Linked DNA regions of Mus musculus: all the other regions are linked to region 3. A link is a contact called in public ChIA-PET, HiChIP or PLAC-seq and Micro-C data. All regions are on one chromosome and are shown on one strand. The core of a region is the stretch at or near the end of the contact, and the rest is flanking DNA. Distances in the headings are between cores, read along the strand shown. Region 1 overlaps Ube2h (ubiquitin-conjugating enzyme E2H). Region 2 holds the start of Flnc (filamin C, gamma). Region 3 holds the start of Strip2 (striatin interacting protein 2). Region 4 holds the start of Klhdc10 (kelch domain containing 10). Region 5 overlaps 1700095J07Rik (RIKEN cDNA 1700095J07 gene).

Region 1 (4,424 bases), core at 189-2,688, 310 kb after region 3:
ATCTCTATGAGTTTGAGGCAAGCACTGGAACTGAGTTCCAGGAAGCCAAGACTACACAGAAGACTGTTTCAAAAAAACTAAAACAAAATAAAAACAAACAAAACCCCAGACAGACAATGGGTTAAAAATGGCAAACAGTGACTACATTACGAGGAGAAAGGGTGGCTTAGTGGTCAAGGGTTCTTGCAGAGGACCGGAGTTCAACCAGACGCACCAACATCAGGCGGCTCATATCTGTCTGTTACTCCAGCTCAGGGGATGAAGCGCCCCTCAGGGCACTTGAACTTACACATACTCACCTACACGTACAAGATGAAGAATAGAAATAGTTGTGCAAACCATAAGCCAAAGCAGGGGGAATTAGCAACAGTTCTAATTAAGAGGTAAGATAGTAACAGCAGTGTCCCACTAACACATCCCAGGAGCCACAAGCCAAAATCTTGCTGTGTACTCCAAGCCGGCCTCAAATCTCAAATTCATTCATTCATTCTCTCTCTCCCTCCCCCGCCCCCCTCTCGTGTGAGTACACTGTAGCTGTACAGATGGTTGTGAGCCTTCATGTGTTTGCTGGGAACTGAATTTTTAGGACCCCTGCTTCTCCCGGTCGTCTCGGCTCACCAGGCCAACTCTACTTGCTCTTGTCTACTGTCCACTGTAGCTGTCTTTAGACACACCAGAAGAGGGTGTCAGACCTCATTATGGGTGGTTGTGAGCCACCATGTGGTTGCTGGGATTTAAGCCCAGAACCTTCAGAAGAGCAGTCAGCGCTCTTACTCGCTGAGCCATCTCGCCAGCCATGGCTTCAAATTCTTGATCCTTCTGCCTCACCCTTCTTGCCCCCAACAGGCTGGAATTATAGGCATGGGCCACCATGTCCAGTTTGGCCAGACACACTTTGAGCTTTGCTGAGCGCTTCACTTCAACCAGAGGTGGTTACCACCAAGTCCATCCACACATAAAGAAATGGAAGCTCAGGGCTGGAGAGATGGCTCAGTGGTTAAAAACACTGACTGCTTTTCCAGAGGTCCTGAGTTCAATTCCCTGCAGTTACATGGTGGTGCATGATTTAACATCTGAAAAGTAGAGAATTTGCAAGTACAAGTCCCTGAAATGATGGCTAATTGTAGTTTCAGTGGGGCAAAGCAAGTTATTCCTAGATAGCAAAAGTGTCTGTAATGGGATCTGATGCCCTCTTCTGGTATGTCTTAAGAGAGTGGTAGTGTACTCACATACATAAAATAAATATATCTTAAAAAAAAAAAAAAAACCAAAAACCTCAAAAACCCAGAGGCCTACAGAGGTTACCTATTGCTGAGCTTATTTACCATGCTGTGCCCAGGGACAGGCTGTCTCTCTGCAGCTTCCCTTTCTAGCAGAGTGGGCATTAAACACTAAAAGGTCCACACTGACTCTGCGGCTACTTTTTGCTTCTTGTCAAGTCCCCAGGGAGGAAACAGCTCACGCTGCTCATGTGGTTTATGACAGGTGCTGCTGACAAAGATTACTACTGACTGTTCCCACCCAACAACAACAAAAACCTTTTAAAAATAAAGTATAGGTTTTGTTCTCTGACACTCAGAAGGGCTTTGGGGCTAGAGAAACACTGTAGACTGCCTATTACATAACCAGGGGAGTGCTCGTATTCTAGAAAAAGATCTAATAAACTTTTCTACTACTTTTAAGTACCTCTGTCAATGTGCTTGCTTCAAACAATAAAAGAACCCTTGAACATTGGTTCTTCCTTCCGGTTTCATCACTGCTGACCCACTGTTACAGACGTGCTGAGGCACACCTGTAATGGGGAGTGCACAGCAGTCCCGGGTGCAGATCATCAGCTTCTGGGCACCAGAGCTCCTGGCTCTGGCCCGGAGGCAGTGGGACCTCTAGGAATTTGAAACCACAATTAGCCATCATTACAGGGACTTTTACTTGCAAATTCTTTGCTTTTCAGAATTATTGTGAAGGCTGGCTCAGTAAGGGGGATGCTTGCCTCTTAAGCATTAAGACCTGGGAGTTTGAATCCTCAGAATTCATGAAAAAGCCAGGGGCACACACTTGTCATCCCAGTGCTGGGGAGATAACTGCAGAGCTGGGCAGGTCCCTGGAGCTTGACAGACAACTAGCTTTGCCAATTGGTGATATTCTATACCACTGAGAAGCCCTGTCTCAAACAAACAGTTCAAGGTATCTGAGAAACAGCATCTGAGGTTGTAGTCTGACCTCCCAAGAGCCCTGTCTACACTCTCAGGACCCGCCGCCCACCCCCAGTTTGTCCTACTGTCCATCCTCCGGCTGTGCGTGCACCAAACAAACTTACTGTGATTTCAGAGTATTTGTAATGTAAGCATTAGCTTGCAAGCCACATGTGGTAGCACAATCCCAGCGTTCAGAAGCAGAGTTTGAGGTCAGCCTGGTCTATATAGTTGAGTTCCAAACAAGTCAAGGCTACAAAGTAAGACTTTGTTTCACCTATCTCCCCCAAAGAATTAGCTTTGTATATACACTCTGGAAGCCCACTGTCTTATAATATTAAAGCAATAGATATGCTGATAACTATAAAATCTTTGATATAGTTCCTTCATATTTCTAGTTTTATTAGATTTGACATGCATAAAATTAGTTTTGTGAAAATCCATTCCCTTCTGAAGAAGGAAGGGTTTCACTGAGCACCCTTGTCCTTGGCCGCTGGTGGTTGGAATGACTATGGTTCCTAGCGGTGGGCAGTTTAGGAAGCATTAGAAGGTGTGTCTGGAGGAGGGCTTGCCTCCCTCTCTGCCTGCCTACCACCTGCATAGAGGCGAGGGGAGGAGTCAGTGGCTCAGTAAGCTCCACACTGTGGTTCCAGGCCACGCCTACTACCATGAGAGGAATGGACTCATCCTCAGAAACTGGAGCAAGTCCCAATTAAATGCTTTCTTTTATAAGCTGCTTTGGCTATAAGAAATAAAAAGTAAGAGCCCAGTCCTCAGAAAGGAGTTTTCTGTTTCTTTTGTTTTCGAGGCAGGGTGTAGCCCTGTGTAGACTATGTAGCCCTGGCTGTCCTGGAACTCAGAGATGCAGAGTTTGATTAGGCTTTTTTCCTCAACTGCCTTGAGAAAAATGCCTCTGCCAGGTCTCATCTCTGTCAAGGTGGACCTTAAAGGGCATGCAGGACTCCAAATTCTCACCCTGACAACCAGGAAAAAGACAGTCAGTCACTTCTCTTCAGGATCAAGTTCCAGCTCTACAGCATATGCTTGGCGAGCCCAAGGCCCTGGACTTGGTCTCTTAACACAAACAGGACAGGACAGAGGAGTATATACGTCTCTGTGTTCTGTTCTACCCTGGGCAGTCAACAGCCACATCACTGTTCCCCTTTGTTCCATAATTCAGTAAGGAGCAGGCTCAAAGAAGAGGAAGTAAAAAAAAAAAAAATCTTGCTCACACTTAGAGAAAAAGATGAACCCAAGGTGTCATCACAGGGTGTCAATTCCTGTGGTCTAGAACCCATGATTTCTTCTATGACTTACACAGAGCTTTCCTGGGATTCTGGCCATTGTAATTCAAATTATGGCTATGTAAACTGTAGTCATTTTAGGATTTTAATCACATTATTCATATCCTTGACTACTAAGGGAAAAAAAATCAGCCACTGAATTTCCAAAATCCTACCATCAATTCACAAGCAAATCAGGAGTTTCTACTGTTTCCAGAATAAAGTCAACCATGAGACTTTACTGCAGTGCTCGGCCAGGCTAAGTACTGACTGTAGGGAGCCAGGGCAGGCGTCCTGGGGGCGTTCTAAGGACTGGAACAGAGGAGGGCATGGTGGCACAGGCAAAAATCCCAATACACTTCGAGACCTCATCTCAAGACAGACAGACAGACAGACAGAGAAAACAGCTGGGTGGTGATGGTGGTCCATGCCTTTAATCCCAGGGGCATTAAAGGCAGAGGCAGCCCTCCTTACAGAGTGAGTTCCAGGACAGCCAGGGCTACAGAGAAACCTTGTCTTGAAAAGCCAAAAACAGATAAAGAAAAAAGGAGATTGAAACTGCATAAATAATTAAAGACGCCCTTATTTCCTTTCCTTTCCTTTCCTTTCCTTTCCTTTCCTTTCCTTTCCTTTCCTTTCCTTTCCTTTCCTTTCCTTTCCTTTCCTTTCCTTTCCTTCCCTCCCTCCCTCCCTTCCTTCCTTCTTCTCTCTCTCTCTCTCTCTCTCTCTCTTTCTTTCCTCTTTTCTTTTTTATAATTTCAGACTAATTAATAGATGTTTAAAATCCTTTTCCAGCTCCTGGGGAACAACAGAAGATCTGGAACGTGTTTACACATTTTCTTCTCCTGCTTACAGTACATGAGCAGTGAAAAACTACAGTGAGAATCTACAAACAAATGAAATGCTTCATTACTCCTTTTTTCTTTTTCTTTCTTTTTTTTTGGGGGGG
Region 2 (4,077 bases), core at 1,332-3,831, 480 kb before region 3:
GGTGGCTAATAAACATTGTCTCTTGATGGGAGAGGCAGGCCCAGGTGAGAGGCAAGCCAGTCAACTTGGTCTCCTGAGATAGGTCAACAGATACTCAGGGGGCTATAAACGGCCTGTGGCCCTAGCCAACACTTCTCACGCTCACTCAGCTGATGAAACCACCTGTAAAGCCCCTCCTGGGACCTCTGCCTGGCTTGTGGGAAGAACATACTAGCTCTTCTCAGGGTGGGGGCCCCTCTTGGCAGGCCCTGGGACAGCATTGCGCACGGTCTGTTCTGCCCGCATGGCTGAGGCAGAGGCCTGGGCTCATGGGCTATATTGAGGGCTGAGTCACCAGCCTGCGCCTGGGTAGGCTGACTGTGACAGGCTGCTGGGGCCTGAGTCAGGCCCCGATTTATCCTGGAGAGCAACAGGCTCGAGTTTCGGGGAGGAGGGTGCCGGGAATCGTCCGTTGGCACTCTGTACCCTGCTCTGCTGACCTGTGGGGCCTGCACACCCATCTCCCAGATCTCCCAGAGTGAGATAATGAAGCGAAAAGACTGCTAGGGAGGCTATCCTCCCTCGGGAGGCAGGTCTCTCTGCCCTTGCTAGATCCCCTCTGATCATTTCCACCTCAGAGTCCCTGGCCCGACTGGAGATCCTCATAACACCCACCAGGTGGCTGAGAGCCATGAGGGGCTGACTATAACAGTTCAGCTCCCAGTACTCTGCCCAAACCCCTACTTCTCTCTCTAGTAGTTCTGAGAGTAATCTCTTCCAGATCTGTATTTTGGTTTCTTCAACAGAGACAATATTACAGAGCCTACTCAAGTGGGCTGTCAAAAGTCTGTCTTCATACACACACACACACACACACACACACACACACACACAACTTTGCTTGCGTGATCCAGCTCTGTATCCAGAGCTAGGCATCCCTCCACAGGAGAGCTGTGTCTTTCAAATAGACAGTGCTGGTGCCTGCTGGGGGTTTTGGCTGAGGGGTGAAGGTAGCGCTCTGGGAGAATGACAGTTTGGGAGACAAGGAGGGGGCTGCCAACAGGAGAGTGGAATTCCTAAGCGCCTTGTCACAGGCAGCCAACGAACATGAGCTGCGGGGCACTAGCTATTTATACCTCTCCTGTCACTATCAGGGCCTCCAGAGACACCCCTGCTCCACACACCATGCACCACAGGGCTCTTTTCTGCTCCTGGCCCTTTCTGCCCTCCCCCTCCCTCCTAAGGACCAGGCCTTCTCCTTAGGTGAGAAGGAAAAAGAAATGATTGCTGGGAGCTTCACCATAAGCTCCGCCTCCCCCAACTCCTTTCCAAGTCCATAGTGGGCACCGCTGTCGTCTGCCCTTGAGGAAAGAGCTCCCAAAGATGCTTTATTATTGCCTTTCCTTTCATTATGACTGCGAGGAGGGAAATAAGGTAAAATGATTTACCCAAGCCTCAGCGGTCACATGGCTTGAATTAAGGACTGTCTTCCTTCAAAGCTAAGCTTACTTAGTCTCGAAGGATGGGGAAGCAGTGGACACACATCTGACCTCTCCTTGCGATGTAAATTCATTTGTAGGTCCTTCCCTTGTGTGTGGCAGGCAGCTTGGATTGCCTCAGTTTCTCTGTTGTGAACATTTCCCATGTCTCTCACCTTATTGGGCTTGCCCTCAACCCAATCCTGCCTAGGCTTCTAGCCTGCCTCCCTTCCTGCCCGCTTTGCCCCTGGCCCTGCCCACTTGCCCCAGTCACATTTCCCTTGGCTGCTCTGCCAGGGCTCTTCCTGCTATTTGGCACACTTCTACTTTCCCTGGGAAGATCTGCCCTGTGGCTCATGTGGGCACATTGCCCAGGGGGCTCCCTGGTACTACCTGGGCAGCCCTTTTGTCCTCTCATCAACTTGGTTGAGTCACGGGGGGGGGGGGGGCGCACACAAAGTGACTCACTGGGTACCCTTGTTCTGAGCTCAGCTTCATTCTGAGCCAGTGAGTCTAAATGGGCTAATGACCAGGGACACTGAGTCAGGTCAGGAGCCTTGGTTTCCCTGTGGCCCTGGGTTTGGATTCCAAATAACGGTTTAAGCATTTTTTTCTTGTAAAGTGGCAAAAGTCATGGAGCCCCCTTGAACTCAGTCTCTCCTGGTCAATGTCCCTGCTCCTTCTGGTGTTCTCTCTCTCTCTCTCTCTCTCTCTCTCTCTCTCTCTCTCTCTCTCTCTCTCACACACACACACACACACACACAATTTCCTTTCTGAGTTCTTCACAGGTGGACAATACAACCAGGCTAGAAGCCAGGACTCCTAGGCTGTGTCAACAGCCTTGTCACCAACTCCAGAAAGTTCTGTCAACACCAGATCAGTTTGTCTAGCCCTAACCACTGCCTCAGTTTCCCCATTACTTTCTTTAACCCAATCTGAGTGTGGAAGGAGTGTCCCTCATCCCTAAATGGCTAAGACTAGGTTGGGGTGTACAGTGTGCATGGGGAAGCTCAGGGCCAGCGCCCCCACCCCATCCCCGCTCCTGCTGAGGACTGCGTGGAGGAGGGGCGGGCGGAGGCGGGGCCGTGGGGCTCAGCGCGGCCCCCACCCGCGGGCCGGGCGGCATTCCTGGGAGGCCGGCGCTCTGACGTGGACCCTGGGGCTGCGGGCGCGGCGGGGGGGTCGGCAGCCCGGGGGCTTCTTAAACCCACTGCCCCGGCCCGGCCCGCACTTCCCGAGCACCGCTCCGCCCCGGGAGAGAGAGAGAGCCCTAGCCGGACAGCCCAGCAGCTCAGCCCAAGAGGCCAGCGAGCCCCGCCGCCCAGAGCGCTAACGAAGTCTCCGAGAACTCGGTGTCCCCGCGTCCCGCCCCGACAGCACCCACAGCCCGATCCCCAGGCCGTACTCCCCCGGCCCCCCGCCGCGCCACCATGATGAACAACAGCAACTATTCGGACGCCTCCGGCCTCGGCCTGGTTGACGAGGCGGACGAGATGCCGTCCACGGAGAAGGACCTAGCGGAGGACGCACCGTGGAAGAAGATCCAGCAGAACACATTCACGCGGTGGTGCAACGAGCATCTCAAGTGTGTGGGCAAGCGCCTGACCGACCTGCAGCGAGACCTCAGCGACGGGCTGCGCCTCATCGCGCTGCTCGAAGTGCTCAGCCAGAAGCGCATGTACCGCAAGTTCCACCCGCGCCCCAACTTCCGCCAAATGAAGCTGGAAAATGTGTCTGTGGCCCTGGAGTTCCTGGAGCGGGAACACATCAAGCTCGTGTCCATCGGTCAGTGCGGGGGTCACAGGGAACGGTCACAGCGGGGGTAGGAACAGGTCACATAGGTGCGGGTACTGAGATCCGGAACAGAAAACCTTTCCCTTGCCTGGTCTGATTTCTCCCTCGCCAGTACAGGCTGGAGCCCAGATACCCCTCTAGGACAGGTGGCACCCCTGAGAAGTTCCCTTCCGAAGTTGTCCAAACATCTTAGCTTCAGCCTCCCTACACACACTCCTACCGACCTGCCCAAAGTCCCCTCTTTTCCTTCCACCGGGCCACCCTTGCTTGCACATGCTTGCGAGGACAGGGCTGGTGCCCAGTGCTAATTCCTTGGGGGCGTATCCCGCCACCCACATGAAAGCAAATGGCTTCCCATCGCCTTCGTCGCTGGGCAAAAGCAGTCTTAAGACAGGTTCCAGTCGTCTCTGGGTTCTCAGGGCCCTGAGGCCAGGGAGACTAGTGGCCTGAAGCTCGCTGATGCGCTTGGCAGGCATGTGCTCCCCATCTGGGATCTGGCCGGACTAGAGCAAACAGAACCCGGCCTCAGAAACCTAAAAAGGCACTGAGCAACGTCCTGGGAGCTTTAACCCCTGATTGCCCTGGTCGTTTAGGTCGTCTGGGAGGGGGACTCCTGCCTGTCCATGCCCTGTTCCAACCCACCACCTGGCCTGGGATTGGCTACAGCTAAGGGTCAAGCTGCCCTGGAGGGAGGGGAAGGCTGAGGAAGAGAGGAAGTCATTGAGTGTAACCAGATTTGGAAGGTGTGTCAGTTCTGAGTGGGGGTAGGGAGGCGCAGGAGTCTAGAGAGTCCAGAAGCCCAGGGTGGGTTTTGAGTGGCAAGAAG
Region 3 (4,236 bases), core at 638-3,137:
AGACAAAAGACTCATATGCATAAATAATATATTTTTTTAAAGAAATGGGGTTAAGATCTGTACAAAGTCTCATGTCTGTAGTTCCAGTACTCAGGAGGATGAAGGAGGGTTACCATGGCTAGGCTACATAGTTCTAGGCTATTCTGAGCTACAATGTGAAACCATGTCTAAAAAAGAATGGAATTATTCCTAAGAAAAGGAGAAATAATTCCATTGGTTGAGAAGAATACAGTACTAGAATTTGGGATCCCAGCAAAGTTGGTTTGATAGCAACATACCTAATACAGTTAGGAGGATCAAAAAAAAAAAAAAATGTAGAGAAGTAGGAGTCATCTTAAAGATCAGTAGCTGTGCTGGCTGGTTTTGTGCAAACCTGACACCAGAAAGAGTCATTTTGGAAGAGGGAATTTCCATTGAGGAAAAACACCCCAGCAGTCTGACCTGTGTGTGCGCAAGTTTATGGGGCATTTTCTTGGCTGATGGTTGATGTGGAAGGGCCTGGCTCACTGTAAGCAGTTGTATTAAAAAGCGAGGAGGGACAAGCCAGAAAGCACAGTTCCTGCTTCCCTAGGTAATGAGCTGTAGGCTATCAGATGAAACAAACCCTCTCTTACCCAAGTTACTTTTGGTCATGGATTTTTATCACAGCAATTGAAACGCCAAGACTGAAGTAAACCAAGTGAACGGAAGTTTCTTCTATAGAGCAGCATACTTACCACACTGAGACAAGACTTAATGTAATCCTTGGGTGTTCTCTGTGCTTCAGAATTTCCTCATCAATAAAAACTGGATTCGTAAAAAATAACCTGTCCGGAAGAGGTGTGGTACCAAGAAAACACATACAACGCTTGGCACAGTCCCAACTCAATGATCCTTTCACTGTCTTAAAGTCATGGGTTACCATAGCGATTTGGTCCCTCCCATTCCCTTCATCCATTGTCAAGCCAGACCTGCCAATATATTTAAATTGTATTCGGGAGAGAGCCGAATCCACAGCCTTCAACTACCCGGTTACCTTCTGGTTACTTTTAGCTCTTAGGGCGTAGGATTTTTTTTTCTTTTCAATTTAAATATTTATTTGTTTGTATATGGGAATCGGGGAGGACACCAGGAGCATGTGTGGAGGTCTGGTGTCAAAGGACAACTTTTGGCTGTTCATTCTCTCCTTCCACCAAGTGAGGACCCGGGGATCGAACTCAACATCTTAGACTTAGATTAGGATTGTTTTAGAAATGGGAAGGAAAGAGCAGCGGGTGAGGGTGGGAGCTTGCCATCTATTCGCACCAAAAAGAAGGCGCCCACACAGCTAGGGACAAATGACAGGGAGCAGCCCTCAGGGATTTCAGTTAGGTCCCTCCCCGCAACTCTCATTCTCTCCTCCAAGAGTTCTCTTCCGAAAGCTTCCTGAGAGGGTAAGTTTATGGTGTGGTGGCTCAGGTTATCCTGAAGGCCAAGCCCTTTCTGCGACAAAGCGGGATGTCACAGGCGTGCAGCAGCCTGGATGAGGGGGTCCGGGTCTAGTACCGCCGAAACGTAGGCACTTTGGACCAGGGATGGACTAGGGCTCTCAGGAAAAGGCTGCTATGTGGGACAGGAACAGCACTGAAAAGAGCATGCAGCACGGAGCTAAGCCGCCTTGCGCTCAGGGTTCAGAATTCGAATCGTGGAGCTGGACGTGGAGTCTACTAGTCCCAGGCTACCAGCAACTGAGCAGTAAAAATGCCGGGGGTCCATGGGGAAAATATTCCTTGAAAGAGCCCCCGCCTCTGGATGGCTGATTAGCCAATCGCATCTCGGGGCGGGGCCTCGGAGAGTAGTTACAGCCAATCGGAGTTCAGGGGGCGGGGCCTGGTCCCGGGCGCGCGCTGTGGCGGGGTCGCCCTGGGCAGAGATCTTGGAGCTACGGTAGGGAGCCGCTGAGGCGAACCGCTGAAGGGAACCTTCCCAGCATGGACGACCCCGCGGCACCGGGGCCCGCCGGCTCTCCTGCTAATGACAACGGCAACGGGAACGGCAATGGGAACGGGAACGGCAACGGCGGCAAAGGGAAGCCGGCCGTGCCCAAGGGCAGGGAAACGTTCCGCAACCAGCGGCGGGAGTCGGAGGTGAGGAACCCGGAGGTATCCGCCAGCGGGAAGCGGCGGCTGAGGTGGAGCGGCCCTCAGCCCGGTCCCTTCCCGCTGCGGGTCGCCCGCTTTCTTGCCTTGGCCTGCGGTTTTCCTAACCGGCGCGAAGAGCGTAACAGATACTTTCCAGATACTTGACAGCTGCCGCCCGGTGAAGCCGGAATTTGGATCCCGGTGTACCGATGGGGAACCAGCGCATAGAGGTGCAGGGACTGGACGGAGGGGCGGGAGCCCGAGCTCTGCCGCGGGAGGGGAGGGTGGGCTGGCGGGCAGCACGCCCTCCCTCTTCACACTGCAGCAACTGGCACTGGACTGGACCAGACCAGCCTGGAGCACCAGCCTTCCCCTTGCTATATCTCCTGCCCTCGGGTGATGGCGGTGGCTTAGGGAGCGCCTTCCGCGAACAGCTCGCCCCTTTTCTAGGAGGGTTGAAAGACAGGATTCAAGCTGGGATAGGACCAGGGCGACGTTTGAGAGTAGCAGTCCCAGGATGCAGCTAATGGGATGGCTATTTAAATATCTTCCACCTTTTCTTAGGAAAAAAACAAAACCAAAACCAAAAAAAACTAACTTGGGACATGGAAAGGAATGAATTATTATTATTCCCCTACATTTTATCTAGCCATATTCCATCTATCAACCAAGAGCAAAACTGCATACAAGCAGGGACTCAGGGGGAACGAAATGTATGTGGAAGGGGATGTGAAGGTCATCTGGTTTAGCCTTTATTTGATTCGATTTCATCTGGATTTAATTATTTGAGACAGCCCATGGCAACGTCTATTGACAACTTGCCCTGGCTGGGCTTGAACTCACTGTGTAACTGAGGAGAGCTTTGATCCTCCTGCCTCTGTTTTTCAGGTGTTAGGATTACAAAATATGCTACCACAGTGAGCCTAACCTTTCATTTTACTACGTAGAAGCCACGGAGTTGGGGGGATGTGGCTCAGTGATGGAGTGCTTGTGTAGCTTACACAAGACTCTAAATTGATCCCCAGCAGCAGAAAAGGGGTCTGGTCATCTAGAGACAAAAGGTAAAAGAGATAAAACCAACTCTCCTGAGATCAGACACTTGGCTGACAGTGAATGGCCAAAACCACCAAGTTTCAGTGTCTGTCTGGCCAATTGTCTGTCTGTCTGTTTCAGTACCTCCATTTATTATCTGTGTGGCTTTAGGCAAATTAACTAACCTAGTTTCTTTTGTAAAACAGTTACCACTGAATAACTCAGAAGGTTGAGATAATCGAACACAAAGCCTTTTAAACAGTTCATATAATTAATTGGTCAGTACTTATAACTGTCATCATTCTCGTTAAGGGGCAGAGGGAGTCCTAGTCTGTGGTGATTCATTTAAATAGTATTTCACAGTTTCCAAAGTGATCAATCTGTCTATTTGGTTATTTGTTGTACAGAGACCAACACTAGCATATACACTGCCATTAAGCTCTCACCCCCGTCTCCTAGTTCCTAAAAGGTAAATGGAGCAGGGGAAACTGCCCCCAAAGTCACCATCTTGTACAGACAGGGTTTCTTTGTAGGGATTTTCTTTTAAAAGTGCCTTATACCTCCTTCCTCAAGAGAGACATTGGTGTGTTTTTCGATGAAGGAAAAGTTTAATCTTGGCTCATGGTTTCAGAGGACTATTGTGGTGGTGAGGCCATGTTGGAGGACAGCTCAAAACGGAGGAAGTGAAACATTGTTCTTGATCAAATATTTTGAGGGGCTAGCAATGAAGTTACAAGATGTTAATGATATATCAGTGAATAAGGCAGAAGGGTCTTTGCCCTTCTAGAGCAAGCATTCCAGGAAAGGTGGGGAGACACAATATGCAAATAAATGACCCCAGAGTGATAGGCTGGGTCTTCCTTCTGAAGTAGAGGCATGGCACAATCCCCACCTGTCTCAGTCCCCTGCAGGAAAAAGGCTCTCGTAGTGTGTTGCTTTTGCCAGTGAGCTCAGTGTGGCTCCCCGGAGTTTCACCTCCTGACTTTCCGCAGCTGCATTCTTCATGCTTGGAAATGAACAACTGCAGTAATCATCTCTGTCTGGGCTCATTGCCTCCAAAAGCCTTGCTGGAAAAATTAGTGTTACTTCCACCTTCTAAGGCAAA
Region 4 (4,397 bases), core at 1,255-3,754, 480 kb after region 3:
CTTAATTCATTAGGGGTGGCAAAATGGTGGTATCCTACCATTCCTTGTTTATACAGAATTCTCCTAGAAAGACAACATTTCTTGGCTCTGGAGAGATGGCTTAGTGATTAAAGAGCACTGACTGCTCTTCCAGAGGTCCTGAGTTCAATTTCCAGAAATCACATGGTGGCTCATAATCTAATGGGATCCAGTGTCCTCTTCTGGTGTGTCTGGAGACAGCTACAGTGTACTTGTATGCTTAAATTAAATGAATAAACCTTTAAAAAGGATATTTCCTTATATTAGAATCAGGTTGTTCAGTTGGTACAATTCATTTTTAAAAAAATGTATATATGAGTGTTTTGTTTGCATGTATGTCTGTGTACCTTATGTGTGCCTGGTACCATTGACACCAGAAGAGGGAATTCGACTCTTTGGGACTGGAGTTACAGGTGGTTGTAAGTTACCATGTGGGTACTGGGAATCAAATCCAGGTCTTCTCGAAGAGTGGCCAGTGCTTTTAGCTGCTGGGTCATCCCTCCAGCTGGGGGAGTACAATTCTTTAGAAAAATTAACTCATTAGGGGTTTTTTTTTTCTCCTGTTTTAGGATCACAGACTTTGGTTTTGGGGAGCGGCTGGGGACAGTCTCATAAATCACAGAGTGGCTCTAAACTCATTATATAGCCAAGGCACTTGAATTTATGGGCCTCCTACTTCTGCCAGTGAGGTGTTGGGCTGGGGAGACAGGCAAGCACCATCACGCTAGGCTTCTGTTTGGTCCAGCCTTTTTTCTTAAATTTAATTTAATTTAATATATCTGGGTGTTTTGCCTGCCCTTATGTCTGTCTGTACATCACTTGCATGCCCAGCACCCAGAGGAGGTCATAACAGAGCGTCTGATCCTGAATTTGGACTTACAGATGGTTGAGAGCTGCTCTGTAAGTCCTAGGAATCGAACCAAGGTCCTCTGGACGACCAGCCAGTGCTCTGCATACATCCTTCTAGCTCTTGGTGGTCCTGGGTTTGTTTGTTTGTTTGTTTGTTTTTGTTGTTGTTGAGTCTGGATTTTATGCCGCTAAGGTTGGCCTTGAACTTGTAATGTATCTATCTGAGTGGGGCTGGATTTGAATGCCTGATCTTTCTGCCACCATCCTCGGTTGGGGATTACAAGAGTGTGTCACCATGCTGAGTTTTATACTGTGGCAGGAGACTGTACCTTTGGTGCTAGACAAGTATTTTAAGCAACTGAGCTACCTTCATCCCCAGCTCCATGGGTTTTCTTTTTATCAGATGTCAAACATTTCAATAAACTGTATCATAATGCATAATGGATAAAAATACTTCTTTTCCTACAGAAACTGGGTGTGGAGACAAAAAACCAAAATTTCATGACGACATGAAATTTGCTCACTGAGATCAAAGGAGACTTCTGGTCTCAGCACTTTCTCCTTCTCCACCCCACTCCTTAAAAAAAAAAAAAATCCAACATGTGAGGTTCTCATGTGTGAAACATCAAGGGGGTCAGCAGTCCATCAGATTAGATCTTGAAAGGTTTTGTTTCCCTTGAGAAATTTATGTTTTTTTTCCTTATTTGGAAACAGCAATGTGTATCTGCATTTTCCCACTGTGCACTGCGCCTCCCCAACTTCAAAGCCAAATTTTCGGTTTAATTTTGAAACGATGGGAATTTCTGATATTTACATTTTAAAATCACATCGTCCGTTCCATTTTCTATCGTTAACTGTGTATATTGTAAGACAATTGAGGTGGATTGTTTGTGTGTGTGTGTGTGAGTAAAACATTTACTTGATCGTGTGTCATCTAAGAGAGTATCTTTTTCTATTGTTTTTTTCTTGGCAGGCATACACAAGCCGCGTGTTTAAATAAAGATCTTCACTGATGCCTGAAAGATTTTCTTATTGAAATTTTCACTTGTGTTTCTATGATTACTCTAATATCGAACAGTTTTCGGTATTTGCTAATCGGGTTTAAAGCTGTTTGCTCTTGACGTGGCTTTTGCAGGGGAAGGGTCCCGGCAGTGCCACCGTGAGACAAAACAAATGATGAAAGCCAGGAGTTTTTTAGATTTCATCTGACTCCTCCCCCTGCCCCCACCTCCCGTGAGCCCTTTGTGTGTGGCAACAGTCCGCAGACCGGGGCTCAGTTTGCAGAACTGCAGACAGATGTACCAACACCAAGTACATGCATTGTGTACCTATGATGTTTCTAAATGCAGTGCTTATGGGACAGAATTCCGGAGTATCGACCATGCTGAGGCAGCGACCCTGCTTGGGAGTCTCCTCTGGCGTAGCCTCCCCGCTCGGTCTTCGACTATCTGGTCTGAGCCCCCAGCATCCCGGAGAAGCGGGCGAGCTCCGGGAATCGATGCGCTCTCTGAGCGTCTGCTTACGCCTTTTCTCCCCCCATCTCTTTTAGCTATAGCTATGGTTACCACGTCTCTCCCCGCCTCCCTCCACCTGCCAAGAAAGAGACTGCCCATTGGTCCACTGTCACCAAGGCGGCCAGCCATTGGTTGCTGGAGAGCCCGGCGCTACCCCGGCCCCCGTCTCCCGGGTCTCTTGAGGAGCCCGGGAAGGAGGCTCGGCTCGCGCTGCCGGGGCAGGGGCTTGCCGGGACCGGGCTGCGGCAATCGTTAGCGGGCCATGTCGGCTGCCCAGGGCTGGGACCGGAACCGCCGGCGGGGAGGAGGCGCGGCCGGCGGGGCCAGCGGGGTTAGCGGGGCCGGCGCGGCCGGCGGGGGTCGGGGCACCGGACAGCTCAACCGATTCGTGCAGCTCTCGGGACGGCCGCACCTGCCAGGTGAGTGGTGGGGCCGCTGCCGGCGAGAAGGTGGCGGTCGCCGGGCTCTGCTGCCCCTCGGACACACAGCCGAGGGAGGACAGGGAAGCAGAGCAGCAGGAAGGTGGCGTTGAGGTCAGGAGGGGAACCGGAGCACGCCGAAGAGAAGTCTCGCTGTGTCGACAGCTCGGGGAGGAGAGTTGTATTTTCCTCCCGACCGAGAGGCCGCTGTCTCTTTGACATTCCCAAATGTTTCGCTTGCCCGGTTCTTAATCTTTTCCTCTTCCGCGGATGGATGTTGTGAAAGAAAGACATTGGTGTTTAACTGTGGAAAATTATTTCAAAAGGAGTGCCAAATTAAGGAGAGGAGAGCAATATAGAAGTGATTTTGTTTGAAAGGAAAAAAAAAAAGCCAACCAACTGTGTCAGAGTTGGATATTTTGAAATGGAATGAGCATGTGAAAGTGTGTGTGTGTATGTATGTATGTGTGTGTGTGTTGGCTAGGGAGTATATGGGAAAGAAAATAAAAAAGATTAAGGGAAATGGTTGAATCAGTAATATTTGGGGATGTACAGAGACAGAATGGGTAATGGTGACTAGATTTTAAAAGGGGGAAATGAAGATCATGAATATAAAGAAACGAAAGGATGTGATCCCGGTATCAAAACTGAAAATTGGAAAAATATACCTACTGCTAAAAATTTCATGGTCTTTGAGTTCACATGTTTTAAAAAAAACAAAACAAAGTCATGTAGGTATGTGTGTAAACAGTTGTAAAAAGCGTACGTTTACAAATTTTCAGTCTGTTAAAAGGTAGAGAATTAAATCATGCACAGAATGCTAAATCATTTTATTGGGCAGTCGTGTTTTTTTTTTTTTTTCACCGTGAAGAGAATTGTCAGGAATGATGTACTAGACCTTCGCCATGTTTTTTTGTGTATGTGTGACTAGTGTTAAGTTGATTGTATCAGTGGTATATTTGTTTAGATGTTTTGAGAACCTGATTGTTTCTGAATTGTGTTTACTATTGTGACTTGTTCTTCTAGGTGGTAAAAAAAATCAGTTGATTAATTTAAAGATAACAAAGGGGATTTTACTTATTCAGAGAGATAATTACTAATATTTGTGATATGGTTTTTGATGTGTGCCAGAAATGTTCATTAACCCATTTGTTCATGCCATTAAAATAAAATTGAGACATTTGTAAATAATCAAATATACCATAAATTGGATTTGAATAAACAGTATCAGACTGGTATTCTGGAATTGCTAAATATGTGATGTTTAACAAGAAAAAAGGAGACATTTTTTTTTGTTATCATCAGTTAACAACAAAACCCTAGGTTTTCTGCATTACTAAGCCTAGAAGATAAATCCCTTGGCAAGGACTATTCCCAGTTTGCTCTCTGCCTGCAATCTTTTAAGTCTTTGGTCATAGATTAATTATTACACCATGAACTTCATGTGGGCATTCTCAGGGTCCTGCAACATACTGGTGCAGTTCCTCTCTGCTACCACATGAGGGCAGGGTAAGCCATGATTTCAAATAAGGGTCTGAAGTATGGCGCTATTTCTGCATTCCCTTAGCACAGGAGGACAAGAACAGCCATTTGTCCA
Region 5 (4,086 bases), core at 1,060-3,559, 400 kb after region 3:
ATAAGGAGAAAGCAGTAAGCAGCACCTCTCCATAGCCTCTGAGTCAGCTCCTGCTTCCAGGTTCCTTCCCTGTTGGTGTCCTGACTTCCTTTGATGATGAACATTTATATGGAAGTGTAAGCAGAAATAAACCCTTTCCTCCCCAAGTTGCTTTGGTCATGGTGTTTTGTTGCATCAATAGAAACTCTAACTAAGCCATCTTCCTTGCTCCATCAGGGACAAAGGTTGACAAAGGTTGACGGGGACTGAGGCCTCTCTTCATTTTCTAAGAAGACCCAAAGCCTCCTTTGGGGGAGCATACTGCTGTGCCCTTTCTGCCGGTATCTCTCATCAAATGTATACCCTGCCCTTTCCTCCCAGGCTGTAGCTATTGCAGGTCAAGGTCCCCTGTAAGCATCTGAGACCACCAGTTGCGGCCAAGGCATTGCCAGCTTGTGAGTGAACTTAGCATCCCTGTCTTACTGGTACTGGGCAGAGAATTGGCTCCAGGTCCCTTCTACACCTTGAGCAGACTGCTACACTCCTCCCCATGTGTTCTGTGTCAAAAGTAGCAGTCTGTGCTTAAAAGGCAGAATGTGTGGAATCCGGGCTTCCACACTCCAGTCTGGCTGAACTCTAAGAAGAGGAATTAAGGAGGTCGTTGACCTGAATTTCCAATCCCAGCTCTATCCCAGAACATGTAGAGGACCTACTTGCTCACTTCCTCTGAGTAGACTACCGAGACAGAACAGTTTAATATGTAATCCTTTACAGTGAATTAGAACCTCGATTTTAAAAAAAAGAAGAAGAAGAACAGCCAGGCAGTGGTGGCGCATGCCTTTAATCCCAGCCCTTGGGAGGCAGAGGCAGGCGGATTTCTGAGTTTGAGGCCAGCCTGGTCTACAGAGTGAGTTCCAGGACAGCCAGGACTACACAGAGAAACCTTGTCTTGAAAAAACAAACAGAGAGAGAGAGAGAGAGAGAGAGAAAGAGAGAGAAAGAGAAAGAGAAGAGAAGCGAAGCGAAAAGAAAAGAAAAGAAAAGAAAAGAAAAGAAAAGAAAAGAAAAACCAGATCTGGTGGCTGGTGATGCGCATGTGTAATCCCATCATGGAGGAGGCTGAGGTTCAAAGGCCTGAGGCTTAAGGAATTAAAAACTAGTCTCTGCAACCTAGTTCAAAATCAGCCTGTGTTACATGCTTCTTTGTGTCAAAGACAAATAAAACAAATAAAAATCAAAAGAGCCAGGCATGACACTCCAAGCTATTCAGGAAGATTCAAATTCAAGGGCTGCCTGGGATACAGATACAGAGACAGTTCAAGGCAAGCTTGGGCCAGTTAATGATGCCCTATTTCAAAATAAAAAGTAAAAAATGGGCTGGGGACTTTTCTCAGTTGTTGAGAACTTCCCGATAGGCAAACACATAGATACATAAGTAAAACAAACTGGAAGTAGACTGGTGGCCTGTAATCCCAGCAGTTAGGAGGTGGGGGAGCAGGGGAGCAGGAGTCCAAGATCATCCTCTGCCATTTAACTCGTTTGAGGCCAGCCTGAGCTACATGAGACCCTGTCTCAACACAAGCTAAGACAGACAAACAAAAACAAACAAAGCCCCAAAAGAAAAATAAATAAGTAAACAAATGAAAAGCAAGGTTTGAGGAAATGGAAATGGTACACTAGTCCTAAGAGAGATCTTCCCAGTGTGACCATAAATATGTACAAGTATTATGTGCCCGAGAAAAATAAATCCCAAGCCGTTTCGTTTATACCTTCATTGTTGATGTCTCCTTGCCTCAGAAGTAGCATGGAGACTGCGAAGCCCTTCCCTAAATTACCTGCTAACATTCCCTCGGGCCTGCTCCCCTGCCACCTCAGACCCTCTAGATGGTCCTTGTTTTCTGGAAAGACACCTGGGCCCCAGGCCTGCCTCCTCCCCTGGGAGACTGGTTTTCAGGGGAGTGATTCTCTGCCTTCCTTGGAGGCTCTGTTCCCCAAAGGCGTGGCTTGGATTTTGATTTCCTGAGAGGGAAGTCTTCTGGGATGGAAGGATTTTACAGTGAGGAGGGATTCCAACACATCTGGGTGGCCTGGGCTTCATTTGGCCGGGGGCATTGCCCAGTGCCTTTGGTGAGGGATAACCTCCCAAACTTCTTACCCAAAAGCTTCTGAAACACTCGAGGGAGAGGGGTGCTCAGGACCCCAGGCAAAGCTGGTATTGGTTCCCCATAATTATCAGCCAGTTAAAACTCCTGCCTGCCCCATATCCCCTTGTGTCTGTGGTTTTCTGTTACACTTCTGATTTCTACTGCAAATCCTCGTAGGGAGGAGCGAGGGCTGCAGTGGTTGCTGTGAATTCCTGTCTCCAGGGCAGGAGGGGCAAGGCAAGGTCTCCAGGGCACAGTTTACCCCAGTCCCACCTCCCCTTTGACTTCTTTTACTGCTCTTGGAGTGACTCGCTTCCTCCTGAGGTCCTGGAGTGGCCATGCTCCTCGCTTAGCCTTGGGAGCATTGTGTGACATTCATCTGCATGTCTGCCACACCCTTACAAGGCCAACAAACTGGAGGAAGTGTTTTAAAAACTATTTCAGAGGGACTCCAAGATGGCCCTCCAAACTTACCAGACCAAGGGCATGCATGGCCCTACTTTACAGAGCCTTTGTCCTTCCTTCCTAACCCTGAGACAGAGAAAAAAATCACTGCTGGGGGAAAGCCAGACTCTGAAAGAAAAACAGCTGAGTGTGATACTTTCCCTGTAAGCCCAGCACTTGAGCTGAGGTAGGAGGATCACCATGGGCTACCCTGGGCTACAAAGTGAATTCTGGGCTTGTCTGGACTACAGAGTGAAATCCAGTCTCAAAAGCAACACAATACAAAAACACAGACAGACAGACAATACAAAAAAACAGACAGACAGACAAACAACAACAACAAACCCAACTACAACTGCTTTTAATTTTTTCTTTTCTTTCTTATTTTAAATTTCTATTTATTTATTTATTTATTTTGTTTTTTTCAAGACAGGGTTTCTCTGTGTAGCCTTGGTTGTCCTAGAAGTCACTCTGTAGACCAGGCTGGCCCCAAACTCACAGATATCTGCCTGCCTCTGCATCCCAAGTGTAAGATTACACTACCACACTCGGCTAAATATATATAGTTTCCCCCGCCTTCCCTCGTCTCCTATGCAGTGCTGGAGTTTCCAGTGCTTGAGGAATTCAACTCAGTAGCATTTGTTCCCACTCCCGCTCTCTTCCCTCACTGTGGGACTGACTCTGCCTTTGACAGGTAAATGCATTTCCTTGATAGTTCCCTTCTCTGAGAAGTCTGCCCCTGACTGTATGATAGAGCTCTCCCCTTGCCCGAAATTCACCCAGGTGGGACAATTTTATGTCTAAGTCGTACATAGCTGTGTCTTTGTTTATCATTGATAGGGACTCTTTCCAATTAGCGTTCAAGGATTTGCTTCCCAATGATGATCAATAAGTAAGTCAAGGAGGGCTGGGGATGTGGCTCAGTTGGTGGAGCATTTGAGCATGCTTAAAGCTCTGGGTTTTTATTGCCAGAAAGATATAAAGTCAGGTATGGTAGCAAATTCTTGACATCCCAGCACTCCAGAGAGCCAAAGCTCAAGGTTATCTTCAGCTATGTCATGATTTTGAGGCTAGCCTGGGCTACATGAGATGCTTTCTCAAATGATATAAGGCAAGTGGGGGTGTGGAGAATTAATATCCTGATTGGTAGGCCTTGGTTTTCAGAAATGTGCATGTTGGTTATTAGGTAGCTTTCTCTCAAACCCTGCTGGTTTGATTTGGGAGCCCTTGAGCTTGCCCACACAGATGGCAGGCATTAAATTCCTCTCTCTCAAGAGCAAGCCCAACTGTCTGTTATGAGATCGCTGAGTACCTTGTGAAGCAGTAGTCTGTGTCCCAGGAATGGGATGATGAACTTACTTGGTCCCCAGTCCTAAGGGAGATCTGGCTGAGGGGCCCTCCTCAGGCTGTGTCCTGCTGGGAGCAACTCTCCCTGTTGTCACCTAGGCAAAACAGGCTCTTTTTAGTCCAGGCACTGCATGGAAAGGCAGCTGAAAGTCAGAGGCTGTGGAGATCAGCT

The links. A called contact is a pair of places that touch in the nucleus more often than the background predicts. ChIA-PET counts read pairs in DNA pulled down with a chosen protein or histone mark. HiChIP or PLAC-seq counts read pairs in DNA pulled down with a chosen protein or histone mark.
Region 1: a contact with region 3 is called in an RNA polymerase II ChIA-PET map of memory CD8 T cells, with 8 read pairs. The contact joins the enhancer-like site here to the promoter of Strip2 in region 3. A contact is called at or near these places in 11 of 39 promoter capture datasets (the C10 cell line, cranial neural crest, embryonic stem cells and 5 more), 1 of 484 Hi-C or Micro-C datasets (nephron progenitors), 8 of 115 datasets of contacts at active chromatin or transcription factors (embryonic forebrain, embryonic stem cells, memory CD8 T cells and 1 more) and 1 of 9 other capture datasets (adipose tissue).
Region 2: a contact with region 3 is called in an HNF4G HiChIP or PLAC-seq map of pancreatic cancer cells. The contact joins the promoter of Flnc here to the promoter of Strip2 in region 3. A contact is called at or near these places in 3 of 39 promoter capture datasets (hippocampal neurons and liver) and 1 of 115 datasets of contacts at active chromatin or transcription factors (pancreatic cancer cells).
Region 4: a contact with region 3 is called in a Micro-C map of embryonic stem cells, with 4 times the contacts expected there. The contact joins the promoter of Klhdc10 here to the promoter of Strip2 in region 3. A contact is called at or near these places in 2 of 484 Hi-C or Micro-C datasets (B cells and embryonic stem cells) and 1 of 115 datasets of contacts at active chromatin or transcription factors (memory CD8 T cells).
Region 5: an H3K4me3 HiChIP or PLAC-seq map of embryonic stem cells shows a contact between it and region 3, with 19 read pairs. The contact joins the enhancer-like site here to the promoter of Strip2 in region 3. A contact is called at or near these places in 2 of 39 promoter capture datasets (cranial neural crest and embryonic stem cells), 4 of 115 datasets of contacts at active chromatin or transcription factors (embryonic hindbrain, embryonic stem cells and stem cell-derived neural progenitor cells) and 2 of 9 other capture datasets (embryonic stem cells and pancreatic islet).

The regions. Positions count from the first base shown.
Region 1 is chr6:30,225,748-30,230,171 of GRCm38.p6, forward strand. All of the region lies in intron 5 of Ube2h (ubiquitin-conjugating enzyme E2H), which reads right to left. Among named protein-coding and RNA genes, the nearest start is that of Gm31221, 50 kb to the left of the region's middle. Within about 2 kb of position 1,439, at least 48 of the 459 cell types and tissues checked have an H3K27ac peak or open chromatin away from gene starts, as enhancers often do. A contact at or near this core is called in memory CD8 T cells and pre-B cells, where this site is marked.
Region 2 is chr6:29,430,572-29,434,648 of GRCm38.p6, forward strand. It overlaps Flnc (filamin C, gamma), which reads left to right and starts at 2,582. Exons shown (of 48, transcript NM_001081185.2): 1 at 2,582-3,242. The coding sequence starts at 2,888.
Region 3 is chr6:29,915,126-29,919,361 of GRCm38.p6, forward strand. Strip2 (striatin interacting protein 2) reads left to right here and starts at 1,888. Exons shown (of 21, transcript NM_177204.3): 1 at 1,888-2,105. The coding sequence starts at 1,950.
Region 4 is chr6:30,399,351-30,403,747 of GRCm38.p6, forward strand. Klhdc10 (kelch domain containing 10) reads left to right here and starts at 2,505. Exons shown (of 10, transcript NM_029742.3): 1 at 2,505-2,800. The coding sequence starts at 2,644.
Region 5 is chr6:30,318,777-30,322,862 of GRCm38.p6, forward strand. All of the region lies in intron 1 of 1700095J07Rik (RIKEN cDNA 1700095J07 gene), which reads left to right. Among named protein-coding and RNA genes, the nearest start is that of 1700095J07Rik, 16 kb to the left of the region's middle. Within about 2 kb of position 2,310, at least 40 of the 459 cell types and tissues checked have an H3K27ac peak or open chromatin away from gene starts, as enhancers often do. A contact at or near this core is called in embryonic stem cells, where this site is marked.